2 separate regions of the Mus musculus genome follow, and region 2 is linked to region 1. The links are chromatin contacts, called in public ChIA-PET maps. All regions are on one chromosome and are shown on one strand. Each heading gives the region's core, a stretch centred on a gene start, on an enhancer-like site or on the middle of the called end of the contact. The rest is flanking DNA. Distances are from core to core; before and after follow the strand shown. Region 1 holds the start of Cnpy3 (canopy FGF signaling regulator 3). Region 2 overlaps Ubr2 (ubiquitin protein ligase E3 component n-recognin 2).

What was found. ChIA-PET counts read pairs in DNA pulled down with a chosen protein or histone mark.
Region 2: a contact with region 1 is called in an RNA polymerase II ChIA-PET map of effector CD8 T cells, with 7 read pairs. The contact joins the enhancer-like site here to the promoter of Cnpy3 in region 1. A contact is called at or near these places in 1 of 39 promoter capture datasets (hematopoietic stem and progenitor cells), 1 of 115 datasets of contacts at active chromatin or transcription factors (effector CD8 T cells) and 2 of 9 other capture datasets (embryonic stem cells and liver).

The regions. Positions count from the first base shown.
Region 1 is chr17:46,747,970-46,754,847 of GRCm38.p6, reverse strand. Cnpy3 (canopy FGF signaling regulator 3) reads left to right here and starts at 2,634. Exons shown (of 6, transcript NM_028065.4): 1 at 2,634-2,875. The coding sequence starts at 2,725.
Region 2 is chr17:46,962,135-46,969,059 of GRCm38.p6, reverse strand. Ubr2 (ubiquitin protein ligase E3 component n-recognin 2) reads left to right here. Exons shown (of 47, transcript NM_146078.3): 18 at 611-676; 19 at 1,748-1,870; 20 at 1,965-2,028; 21 at 2,795-2,919; 22 at 4,251-4,303; 23 at 5,270-5,372; 24 at 5,865-5,913. Among named protein-coding and RNA genes, the nearest start is that of Ubr2, 45 kb to the left of the region's middle. Within about 2 kb of position 1,924, at least 24 of the 459 cell types and tissues checked have an H3K27ac peak or open chromatin away from gene starts, as enhancers often do. A contact at or near this core is called in effector CD8 T cells, where this site is marked.

The sequences.
Region 1 (6,878 bases), core at 1,385-3,884:
CTGTTGGTTTTCTCTCATTCCCTAAAGAAAGCTCTTGCATGGAGATCCCACAGGGAAGAGGGAGAGAGGGATTTACTTCCATTCACACATACCCGTGTGTGTCTGTGGACGTGAGAGTAGGTGCCCATGGAAGCCAGAGGTGGAGTTGGAGTTATAGATGGTTGTGAGCCACTTAATGTGGGTGTTGGGTACCCAATAACTCTGTAAGAGATGAACCTCTGATCTGCAAGCCATCTCCAGTAAAGTGTTTTCCTTTATAAGAGTTGCCTTGGTCACGGTGTCTGTTCACAGCAGCAAAACCCTAATGAAGACAGCAAACCTCTGTAGCTCCTGGCTCCTTGCTGATGTTGCCGATTCCTTGTATCAGTCTTCCTTTCTTCCTCCTTTCTCTCCTTCCTTCTTCCTCTCCCTTCTCCATCCTTCTTCCCTCTCCTACCCTTTGTCCTCTTCTGCATTTTCTTCTACTTCTGCTTCTTCAAGACTGAATCTTGCTACATCGGTCTGGCTGGCCTCAAACTCACAGAGAGCTTCTTGCCTCTGCCTCCTGAGTGCTGAATATCCATATACGTAGTAGAGAGGCAGGGTCTCTTCATTTGAACTTTGAATTCTTAACTAAATCTAGAGCGTCTGTGCCTTGGTCATGGTGTCTGTTCACAGCAGCAAAACCCAGCCCCCCCCCCCCTGCTCCCCTATGGCCTGGCCACTCTCCTGCCTCAAAAGGCTGAGAATGGGTGTGTGGGTGTTATGGCCCTTAGAGGAGTTTGAGGGATGGGGCTTACTGACACAACTGCTTTAAACTAGACACCACTGACTACAAAGGACAGGCTGGGCATGGAAGTCTTCGTAAGGGCAGCAAATCCACCCAGACCTGGAAAGAAACTCAATGGAAACGGAGCTTTCTGGACAACGCTGCAGTTGCTAACAGCTTCCCAGAGTTGAGCTCAAGGCAGTTTAAAGGAAACCTGAGGAGTCAGAGAGTCCCCCTAGGACCAAGGCTGGCCTTGAACTCTTCATCCTTCTGCTTCTCCCAAAAGCTATGGTCTTTCTTTCTGCCTTCACCTTCTCTGGTGTGATGGAGCCGCACCATCCCACCTGACTGATATTGCCCACTTTTTATCTCCTGCCAGATTGAGTCCAGAACCTCATGCACACGAGGCAGCCCCTCTGTAGCTAAGGAAGGTCTGTGTTCAGCCAGGGAGCCCTCAGCAAGGATCTCTTAGCTCAAGTCCCCTGATGCTGCAGAGGCAGGAGAGAAGTGTAAATGTCCAATGCCAGGTTCCTGCCTTTTAGGAGCTCAGAATCCAAACAAATAACAAAAGAGATTGGAATACCATACAAAAAATGCTGGGATGTTTATCCATCTGTCCCACATACTTCAAGGTGGTTTTGTTTTGTTTTGTAGATATGGCCTCAAGTAGCTCAGGCTATATCTCCCTCCCCCTCACTATATAGCCAATGACAGGTTTATGCCAGCCTGGAGATGGATCACCAGGGATTTGCACATGGTAGTCAAGTGCTAGGCAAAGATCTCCCAGTGAGCAACATCCCTAAAACTAGGGATTTCTTTTTTAATTCCATTAATTCATGAATTATTGATTTGAGCTTCCCAACAGGCAAACCTCGAGATGTAGGAGGATCACTCTTTGTTTGTTTTTCGAGACAGAGTTTCTCTGTGCAGCCCTGGCTGTCCTGGAACTCACTTTGTAGACCAGGCTGGCCTCGAACTCAGAAATCTGCCTGCCTCTGCCTCCCGAGTGCTGGGATTAAAGTCGTGTGACCATGCCCGGCTAAGAGGATCACTCTTATCTGTTTATTAATCTAGTTTTCATAAGGAGAAACGCAATTACTGGATATCTGGGCTGTTGTGAGGCCCTAAGTATCTATTCGAGTGAGTGGCTGCAATAATAAGCCTTAAAAGCCGGTGTCTAGTGAGTGCTTGCAACTTTATAAAGAAAGCCATGGTTAGGGTTGATGAGTTAGGTTAGTGACTAAAGAGGGCCACCATTAAGCCTTAAGGATCCAAGTTTGAGGTCCAGAACCAACATGGTGGAAGGAGGCAACTGATTCCAGTCGTCTTCCAACCCAAAATAAATATATAAAGACTTTTTTATTAACACCTTAATGGGGGTGGGGGTGCGGGGAGAGGACCACGAGGCCCGGTGTGGAGGTGCACTTAGAGGCAGCTGGATTTCTGAATTCGAGGCCGGCCTGGTCCACGCAGTAAATTCCAGGACAGCCAAGGATACAAAGAAACCCTGTCTCGAAGAACAAAAGACAGAAAACAAGAAACAAAACCATGAAAGATAGTCCGTTATCCAGGGCTAGAATGCCCAAGGCTGGTTCATCCAAGGTATGATGAAGGTTCACCCGCTAGGAACTGATGCTCCAGCTACTGAGCCTCCTTTAGCTGGCAGTGATATCGCTATAGGGCGCCAAAGCCACCATCCGCTCTCTGATTGGCTGAGATGGGAAAAAAAAAAGATAGTTCCTCTCATTGGCTATAAAGCAGACGCCGAGCGAACCCATTGGTTGCGTCGCCCGCGGGCCTTGGTCGGTTTCGCAAGCCGCTAGAGGCTACCGGGCGTGGGGCGGGCCGGAGCTCGCCGTTGCCGTGGTTACCCAGAGGCACGTGCGCAGTCCCGGAAGCGGCCGGGGGAAGCTGCTCCGCGCGCGCTGCCGGAGGAAGCGCCGCCGGGTCCGCTCTGCTCTGGGTCCGGCTGGGCCATGGAGTCCATGTCTGAGCTCGCGCCCCGCTGCCTCTTATTTCCTTTGCTGCTGCTGCTTCCGCTGCTGCTCCTTCCTGCCCCGAAGCTAGGCCCGAGTCCCGCCGGGGCTGAGGAGACCGACTGGGTGCGATTGCCCAGCAAATGCGAAGGTGAGGGGGCGGGGCCGCGGGGCGTAGCCAAGCCCGAGGGGCGGGAGGGGGCGGGGCCTGTGGGAAGGGTCTGGGCCTGGCAGGACCTGGGCTGGGGTCTCCTTGGCCCTGCTGTGTGCTTTGCGGCAATGCTGGGTGCTGTGACTCTCGGATAACCTGGAGATCCCTGCTTTTGGGCGAATCCGGGGGTAGTTGCTCATCAAGACTAGAGGTGGGGGTGGAGGGAAGGCTTCATACAGGAAGCCTGCTGCGAAATGAAGAGTTGGCCAGGGAAAGCATGGCGTGCAGAGGAACTCACTCCGCAGAAACCACAGAAACAGAGGCAGATGAGGAGGCCCTGCCGGCCTAGAAGCCAGAGGGCGAATTTGAGGAACTGAAAAGGTCCATATGACGTAGAAAAGGGAACCTGAAAATTTTCCCGTGGTGCTTTCACTACAACCTAATTTGTGTATGGTTTTGGCTTCTTGAGAACAGGTACTGAGTTGCAAATATTTATTGGCAGACCAAAAAAAAAAAGGGGGGGGGCTTTACATAGGATTATATGGAGGGGCGGTGAGTGTATGTGGAGAGAAGAGACTCACACTCAAAGGATCAAGAGGTCACTTTTTTGAAAGCATCGAGCGCAGAGGAGACTGAAGTGAAGGAGGTAGATTTTAAAAATCGAAGGACAAGGAACTGAGACCTCTCTTTTGCCCTGCTCATCATTGCTCAGTTTCCTCTCAGACCTTTGCAGCCATCGACCTTCTTTCTAAGTCCTCGAAGGCCCCCCTCCCCCGAGTATTCTGGATATCCATTTTATGCACCAAGCAGATGTACACAGGCCAGATGTTCCCTAAGCACTGGATGCTGGGCTGGTGGTTTGGGACACATTAATCCTCCCATTTGAGCTGTTAAATGTGTGGCGAATGGGGGCAGGGGACTCGGCTCAGTGGGTAGAGTGATTGCCAGAGGATCTGAGTTCAGATCCCCAAGACAGATATAAAAAGCCAGACGCTGCAATGTTTGTGCACCCCTGATCCCCGCACCTCCGCACCTAAAGAGATGCACAGGAGACCAGCCAGTCCAACCAAATGATCACGCTCCAGGTTCAAGTGAGAAACCTTGTCTGAAAAACAAAAGATGAAGAACAGTATCAGAAAGGAACTCTGGCCTCCATGTGCATATCCACATATCCACACACGTGTGTGCACACACACACTGTAACTACATAGGACTTTTTGTTTTTAAGTGAGACTCCCTAGAGTTAATGTGAGTTCACTGGAAGATACCTGTTAAAAGGTCTCACCTGTTCTAGGATGGTCCCTTACCTCCCCACCAGTCCTGGGCTTTTGTTTTCTTTGTTTTGTTTCTTTTCTTTTCTTTTACTCTTTCAAGACAAGGTTTCTCTGTGTAGCCCTGGCAATCCTGGAACTTGCATTGCAGACCAGGCTGGCCTCAATCTCAGAAATCTGCCTGCCTCTGCTTTCCAAGTGCTGGGATTAAAGGCGTGCGCCACCACTGCCCGGCTTCTTTTAAAGTTTTGTAAGGTTTTTATTTATGTATTTTTGTATACGAGTGCTCTATTTGCATAAGTGCCTCATGATGGAAGAGGGCATCAGACAGATGAGAGCATCAGATCTCATTACAGGTGGTTGTGAGCCACCAAGTGGGTGTTGGGAATTGAACTCGGGACCTCTGGAAGAACAGCCAGGACTCTCAAAGCTGAGCCATTGCCCCAGCCCCCATCTTTCTCCTTTTCTTTTTTCTTTTGGTTTTTCGAGACAGGGTTTCTCTGTGTAGCCCTGGCTCTCCTGGAACTCACTTTGTAGACCAGGCTGGCCTCGAACTCAGAAATCCGCCTGCCTCTGCCTCCTGAGTGCTGGGATTAAAGGCATGTGCCACCACGCCTGTCTCTTTCTCCTTTTCTTAATCACAGCCCAGGAAGCTCCTTTCTTTTCCTTAGGAGACATCCATAGATGCAGAGTCATAGAGCTGGCAAGGCTCTTATAGCCCATTGAGGCCTAAACTCATTTTGTAATCAGTAGAGATTATTTTCAGTCACGGAGTGATTTGGCAAACTTTGACTCTTAGGCACCTCTTAATACTTTATTTATTTATGTTTATTAGTATTGCATCTTTATTATTAATTGCTGATTATTTCTGGCTCACAGAGCCTGCCTTCAGGCTTAGTAGTCTTAAGTGGAACAGGCCTCAGCACAGAGAATGGAGAACCTGCCCAGAGAAAGTGGGTGGTAGTCCATGGGGGTCTGGGGTCTATGCCATGAGTCTCCCACAAGTCTGCTTTATGTCTAAACTGGATCTTATAGGGATAATGGTTCCCTGAGAGGCCCAGGGAAGGCAGGACTTTCTTGAGGATATTTAATGCAGTGTCGGGAGACAGGGTCAGAGAAGCCTCTAGAGGGTTTTCCCAGAGCCAGGGGCACATCACGCCCTGAGAGTGGTAGCCTCCTTTTTAGTTGCTGTCACGCCTTTCTCTTTCACTCTGAGCATCAGGACAGGTGGAGCTTAGTCACCATCCTCCTGTCCCCAGTGCTCAGCACAGGCCTCGTCTCAGTGACTGCTTGAGGAGGGGAGGGAGAAGTAAGAGGACGCTTGCACACAAACAGTGAGCCTCTCTGGAGCACATTAACTTGGCAGCCAGAGAGAATTGGTAGGAAACACATGAAGTCAAGAAATAAGACAGCCAGCTGGGCATGGTGGCGCACGCCTTTAATCCCAGCACTTGGGAGGCAGAGGCAGGCGGATTTCTGAGTTCGAGGCCAACCTAGTCTACAAAGTGAGTTCCAGATCAGCCAGAGCTATACAGAAAAACCCTGTCTCAAAAAAACAAAAAGCGGGGCTGGTGAGATGGCTCAGCAGTTAAGAGCGCTGACTGCTCTTCCAAGGTCCTGAGTTCAAATCCCAGCAACCACATGGTGGCTCACAACCATCCGTAACGAAATCTGATGCTCTCTTCTGGAGTGTTTGAAGACAGCTACAGTGTACTTAGATTAAATAAATAAATTAAATATTAAAAAACAAACAAAAACCAAAAACACATCTCAGGGACAAGTAGGGAAATTTACTATGAATTGTTGGACCATTCCCATTCATTTTCTGATTGCATACTGTTTGTTTGTTTGTTGTTTTGGTTTTTCAAGACAGGGTTTCTCTGTATAGTCTTGGCTGTCCTGGAACTCACTTTGTAGACCAGGCTGGCCTCGAACTCAGAAATCCGCCTGTCTCTGCCTCCCAAGTACTGGGATTAAAGGCGTGCGCCACCACCACCCGGCTGCATACTGTTTTATGGCTACACAGAAGTTTGTATTCACAGGATGCACATTATGATATATAATCGTTTATAATGTATAATTGTTGAGATTATTAAAAATTAGATACCTCAGGGGTAAACATTAATGGCTGTTCATTGTGAGTGGAAGGCTAACAGTTTTCATTTTGTTCTGTCAGCTTAATGTGATGGATATTTTATTAGTTTTATTCTAAAATTTTGTTTGCATTTACTTGTATTTGTTGGGCAGCTGGAAGGGTAGACGGGCACATACCACAGTGCGCTCTGGAGGTCAGAGGGCTGCTTACATGAATCTCTTCTCCCACCTTGTTGGTCCTGAAGACAGAACTCTGGTCACTAGGTTTGGGAGTGACCCCCGTTACCTCCTAAGCCACCTCTCTGGCCCGTTATTTTTATTATTTTTTTCAAAAGGTTTATTCAGTGTACATGTATGTATCTACAGGCATGTATGTATGTATGTATATATGTGTATGGATATATGTATTCTCTGTGTGTGTTTGTGTGTGGTGTGTGCATGTGTGTGTGGTGTGTGTATGTACCTTCTTCATTGCAGTGTTTGCAGAGGCCAGAAAAGGCATTGGATCCCCTGGAGCTAGAGTTAACTGTTAACTGTGGGCTGCCATGTGGGCACTGGGCACAGAAGCCAGGTCCTCTGCAAGAGCCAGTGCTCTCTGCCACTGAGACCTTTTACCCAGCCCTACTCATTGTTTAGGA
Region 2 (6,925 bases), core at 675-3,174, 210 kb before region 1:
GCTCAGCAGTTACGAGTGCTTGCTGCTCTTGCAGGGGACCCTGGTTCAGTCCCCAGCACCTATGTCTGGTGACTTACCACCTCCCATAACTCCAATTCCAAGGGATCTAGCACCTTTTGGCCTTTGAAGGTGTCACGCATATTTGGCACAGACATGCAGATAGACACACACACACACACACACATTCACACAGATAAGCCTTTTTTTAAAAAGGTTTGGTGTCTGTGACACATTGTTTAAAAATTCAATGCAAGGTAAGCCAGTGTTCCTTAGAGCTCTTGTTTTGTGTTTGATCAAGGATCAACCCCCAGTCATCAGATGTCACAGTGAGGCCTGTACCTTCTCAGCCATCTGTCCTCCCCTCATCCACAATTTTGGGAGACCCAAAACACTGGCTGGAATCTACAGCAGACATCAGTGGATATCTCTAGTTTATTGGTTTATTCATGCTAAGATAGTATTAACTAAAAGCCCATACCAGCTCCAACCACACAGGAAGGCACACACTTGTGCTTACACAAACCCATGCTTTTTTCTTGCAGTGGGGAAATGATCAGGAAGCCATACCCATCAGAGCTTATTTACCTAATATAATTAATTATCGTTTTAGATCTATTACTACCATAATGTGAAATGCAGGCGAGAGATGTTCGACAAGGACATAGTGATGCTTCAGGTAATGAGTTAAAAACCCTGACTTCAGGGCTGTGGGGAGGCCTGGTCTTGTTTTACTGAGTCAGTCACCTAACACTCACTTGCAGATCTCTGAATCCTACCTGCTCTGTCTACTAACACTCCCCACTCAAGGCCAACAGCCTGCAGAATGCTTCCCCCAGTCTCCAGATCAGGGTCAGACTCAGCATGCCAGATGCAGCTGCTACAGTCAGACAGACAGCTGGCTAGACAGACAGACAGACAGCTCAGTGCTTAAGAGCTTTGCTGCTCATAAAGGAGCCGAGTTCTTTTTCCAGCACCACAGCAGGCAGCCACAACCACGGGGACTCCAGCTCCTTTCTGGTCTCTGTAGGCACAGCACTCATGTGGCAGACACTGGCACGCATAACCGTAAATTCTAAAAAATAAACAGACTGGCTTGGTGGTGCACGCAGAGACAGGCAGATCTCTGAGTTCGAAGGCAGTGTGCTTACATAGTGAGACCCTGACTCAACAGACTTAATAGCAGCAGCAGCACCAAAAGATAGGTGCTATGGATATGGTCCAGCACTGGCTGCTCTTCCAGAGAACTCTACTTCAGTTCCTAGCTGTTGAGTCCAGTTTGATTTAGAACTTTTAAAAATGGCATTAAGAGAAAAGAAGCTATCGTTTTATGTAATGGAGTGCTTACCACAAAAGGGTCTCAGTAACAGAATACGTATGTACATACTAGGGGCTTAATTGATATTCCTCTCAGTTCCTAGTAGGCAGTGAACTCTGATAGGAAACTGCAGCGAAATTCATAGCCGTGTCCTTCAGTGGACTGAGACAGGAAAGGAGCCGAACTGCCTGTGTGGTTCTCCTGGGGTTCAGTTTTAAGGGAGGTTTCTTTGTGTGGATTGTTTGACCTGCTTAGATTCCTGTCCCCTCTTGGCAGCCACATGATATAGGGTGTGGCTAAGTAGGTGTCCATTTTTTCTTCAAATTGGTGGTCAAATAAGCTGTTTTCTTGTGCAACCTTAAACATCTCTCACTAACACTGAGTGTCCCTTCTGACCTTCCTCTTCTCCTTTGTCTCAAACAAACAAAAAAGACAGGTGTCTCCATGATGGACCCAAACCACTTCCTGATGATCATGCTCAGCCGCTTTGAACTCTATCAGCTCTTCAGCACGCCTGACTATGGGAAGAGATTCAGTTCTGAGGTTACCCATAAGGTAAGAGCCTGTGTCACAACGCCCACGTGTCCTGTATGTGTGAGGGACAGCAGTGGGCGTGTTCTCACCTCTGCACTTGCCCCTCCTCCCACAGGACGTCGTTCAGCAGAACAACACTCTGATCGAAGAGATGCTCTACCTCATCATCATGCTTGTGGGTGAGTGCACACCGCCTTGATGTGGGCCTGGCGATGGCAGCAGGGCGCTGAGCTTGCTCGATCAGTCATGGGAAGAGAACGGGCACACAGCCCTTCACACACACACACCCCAGAAAGAGGAAGGGGTGCAATGGCCGAAACAGATGAACTGAAAGGCTGTATTTGGGCCAAGGGTGGAGGGAGACTGGCACAGCTTGGGAACACATTGTGAGCAGAGAGTTGCTAGGACTAAAATCTTCGCTTTGTTTCTTCTCTCTTGGTTCTTGGTTTAAATGTCTTCTTGACTCCAAAGACAGCAACCACAGGTTAATGAAGACCAGTGACTCAGAGACGTCTGTTTATTACCTACGTCTCCTGTTCGCTTGGCCCTGCTTTCCCAGTTCTTTGATCCCTTCTGCTCTGTCATTCCCCCACTGTTCAGACCTTCTGTGGCCGTAAAGTAGCCAATCCAGTGGGCAGAGGTGGCCCTAATGAAGAGGGTCTCAGAGTGATACCAGCCTGTCCTAGACAGAAGCACAGAGGAGGAAAGGGTGTGACTTCCACTGGTCCCGTCGTACTTCTGGTCCTTCTCCAAAGCAGCCATGAAACCTTAAGTCGGTGCATCAGACTCAGTATAAACGGGAACTGCTATTGCCTTCCAAACCAGCCTTTATTTTCCCACAGAGTGACCCAGACAGAGGATGGATTCTGTTGCAAGAACTGGAAATCTGTACACATAAGTACATGGGTCCATTAAATGTGTGCATCTACCTTTCATTTTGGACAGGAGAAAGATTCAACCCTGGGGTTGGACAGGTGGCTGCCACAGATGAAATCAAGAGGGAGATTATCCATCAGTTGAGCATCAAGCCTATGGCTCACAGTGAGCTGGTGAAGTCTCTGCCTGAAGATGTAAGTGTCCACAGTTAAGAAACCCGGAAGCTGCTCCTCCCCAGCAGTGTGTGCACTTCCCCCCTGGGTGCAAGCTACAGTTCTAAGATGGCTATTCCATCTGGAAAGGAGAACACTGGGAACAGTGACTAGGGAGCAGAGCTGAGCTAGAGAGAACTCTGAAGAATGTGGTGCTTAGAGCTAAGTGGTTTTGTCCACAGAGCAGGGGCATATTAGGGTCTGTCTGACCCCAAGGAGTGCAGGTGACGCTTTCACCTGAGGGAGGAGGTATCCACTCGAACTTGAGTAAACACACATTCTCAGGGCTTTTTCCTTACTCCAGTGCAGAAGAGTCTCTTGGTTGGTTGGTTGGTTGGTTGGTTGGTTTGGTTTTCATTTTAAAGAGGGTTTCTCTGTGTAGCCCTGACTGTCCTGAAACTTTCTCTGTAGTTCAGGCTGGCCTCAAACTTAGAGATCTGCCTGCCTCTGCCTCCCTGGGGCCAGGCTTAAAGGCATGCACCACTATCATCTGGTGGAAGAGTCTTTTTTATAAGATTGGAGTGACTAAAGCACTGGTATAAGGATATTCACAGGTTGAATTATAACTGGTTTTCCTCCCGAGGCCATTAGGCTCTCATCGACCTAACTTTCCGCTCTGGGGCTTCTCAGAATCTCAGCTCATGCAGCTGAGAAGGCCTGTTTTCATTAAGGCTCCTCAGTGCGTTTGCTTGTCACTTTACTTTTTGTTTTAAATTATGTGTATATGTGTCGATGTGTGGGTGTGTCCACCTGTGAGCACAGGTACCCAAAGAGCCCAGAAGACGGTATTGGATCCCTTGGGGCTGGAGTCATAGATATTGTGAACTAGAGCTATCTAATGTGGATGCTGGAAACCGAACTCAGGTCCTCTGGAAGAGCAATGGACGCTCTTAACTGCTGAGCTGTCTCTTCCTCTTCCTTGCAACATATTTTGCCCTAGTTGGAATAGATGAAGCCTTTAAACTTTTTTGCACACCCAGGACTGTGCAGTTCCAGGCCTTGATTAATTTGGTTGGCCTTGCTTGGTCCTATCATTCTGACATCTTTTTTGACACTAGTGCTTCAGCTGGGAAAGTGCCTCAGCTTTCTCTGGTGGTATTAGGGATGCTTCCTGGACCAAGGGTGTGGGTTAGAGAGACCCTTGCTCTCTGTGTTCAGTCCTGGCCTTCAGCTAGCTGTGTAATCTCCAGTCTTTAAGCACAGTGGCGAGCAGTGTTCTGTTCCAGGGGCAGTGAGGGTCATGGAACAAGCATACTGCTCAGACTTTGCAGTTGCTGTTCATACCCTGAGTACTTTGTTCTCTGTCCCTTCAGGAGAACAAGGAGACCGGCATGGAGAGCGTCATCGAGTCCGTTGCACATTTCAAGTGAGTTCATGACATGCGTTATGAAGTTTTATTTTAAACATGTATTTACTTTCTATGCACCTGTGCTCACTGCGGCGTATGTATACAAGTCAAAGGACAACTTGAAAAGTCAGTTCTCTTCTACAGTGTGTTCCAGTGATGGAACTCGGGCCAAACTGGACGGCAAGTGTCTTTTCCCACTGGGCCATCTTTCCAGCTTCCGAAATCACTTCTTAATGTGTTTCTTTTGATACAACTAAGGGCGAGCTGATGCTCTGAGGGTGGCAGGACTTTTCAAGTTTTAATTCTGGACTAGACTTCTCATTGGTGTTTAAGATCAGGCCGTGTGTGTGTGTGTATGTGTCTGTCTGTCTGTCTGTGTCTGTGTGTCTGTGTGTACATATCCGTGGAGCTAGAGTTAGCAGTCATGAACCACATGATGTGGGCGTTGAAGCTGTCCTCTGGAAAAGCAGCAAGTGCTCTTAACTGCTAAGCCACCTCCAGCCCCGGGGTAATTTTTCCTCCTGCTTTTCCTTGCTCTACACTGTAGCTGCAGTGTCTTTATGGATTCTAAAGATAAGATCGTGTATTCTACATGCTAGTACAGAAAGGTTAACACTACTTACACACCATGTTACAGCAGAACCGGTAACACCATGTGTACTCCATGTTAAAACAGAGAAGTTAACACTGTGTGTACTGGTGTCCCCTGGCTTAGAAATGCAGCAGTTTGGAAACCTGTTCGGTTGGGCTTCTGGGCTGTGTCTCCATTGCATTCACTTGCATAGTTTGGACTAGTTCACAGTGGAGGTGCTGACATATATGATGGCTCCTGCAGGGGCTTTTTTTGGATGTATAGTGTCAGGTCTACCCACAGAACAGTTTCAACTTGACACCCTAAAAATGTAGATGTGAGAGCTCTCGCCTGACTTGACCATCTAAGACTCTCGGCATGCGTGACTTTGCTAATGATACTCTTCCCACCAGGAAACCTGGGCTCACAGGGCGAGGCATGTATGAGCTGAAGCCAGAGTGTGCCAAAGAGTTCAACCTGTATTTTTATCATTTCTCCAGGGCAGAGCAGTCCAAGGTAAGGGGGAGCTCAGAGCAGTGGGAGGTGCTAAGTGTGTTTTCCTTATGAGGAGCAAGCTTTCACAAGTAACACAGCAACCCTGTCTAGCGTGGCAGGGCTCGCAGCACAGCGTCTGCGTGGATGAACACGGTCAGATGCACATAAACACTCCTGGCCTTATTTGCTTTGTTATCTCTCTATGCTGGGATCACACCGGGGCCCTCGCACGGGCCAGACGAGCACTGTACCGCTATGGTCCATCCCCGATTCATTTCTCTTGTCTTCTGACAGCAGAGTTCCACTGTGTGTCGTGACCAACTGGCCCGCTTGGCACACATTCAGCTTTGGACTGGCTGGTGTGCAGTGAGCCTTCATGCAGTTTTTCTAGTAACTTCAAAGACTTACATGTTGCAATCTCATTTTAACATATGTTTTTGATGAGTGGTGTAAAAAATAAAATGGTGAAGTATGTATTGTAATTCTTATCCGTATTACTTGGTCTTTCATTAGGCAGAGGAAGCTCAGCGGAAATTGAAAAGAGAAAATAAAGAAGATACAGGTATTTTCATCTTCTTTCCAAAAGCCCACATCAGTCTCTTACTGAAAAAAGATGTTCTCTTTGCCATGGTGACTCTCCAAAGTGAGGTGGAAGAACAGTCTCCTGTTCTGAGAAATAGCAAGTGCAGCAGTTTGAAGATGTCTGCACATTGGAAACGGTTGTTTCCTCCACAGACATCTGGAAATGGCTCTGCACTGGCCTGACTTGTCCAGTGTCTGCCTGCAGGGGCCTCAGTGTCCCCCTCCACTCCCTTCATTCCAAGAGGTGCTGCTTGTGCTCTGGTAAAGGGTTTCAGGACCTGGAAGCTGGGCCCAAGAATAGTTTTCAGCCCCCTTCCATCCCTCCCAGCTCGTCTGTGTCCTAATTGTCTCACAGACAGGAGAGAAGGGTGGCCTGGGAAAGCACAGCATGGGAGCCTGCGGGCTAGGGAGGAGGCTCTGCAGACTGAGTGCTTTCTGCCCAGGCGTGAGGAGTTTGGATCCCCAGAAGACATGTGAAAAATGGGGTGGGTATGGTGGCCCACCAGTCAGCAGGAGGCCAACAAAGGCAGGGACACCAGAGCAAACCAGCTAGCTGAGTGGCCAAGCATCAGCAGGTCCAGCCTTGGTCTCTCTATATTGCTTTTCACAAAGTAATCAAGGGAGACAACTCAAGGTCAACCTCTTGCCTCCACAGACGTGTGCAACCACACATGTGCCTGCCCACACACACACACACACACACACACACACACACAAAACGTACACACTGGGTGAGAAGGAAGTCTGTACCAAGTCACACTGTGTGGTCAACGGTTTTCTGTCAGTCTTGAGACATTGTGGGAGATAAGAGAGGCTCTTACATGTAGGTGGGGTTGTGGGTATTTTCTTTTTTAATATGCAGCTGTTCTTGTGCATTTGAATAGACAGTGGAACTAGAAGATAGAAAATGTCCTTTAGTGACATCAGAAGTGCCTAACAAGATGCTAGAGAAATGGCTCAGCAGTTGAGAGTTCTGGCTGCTCTCTCAGGCC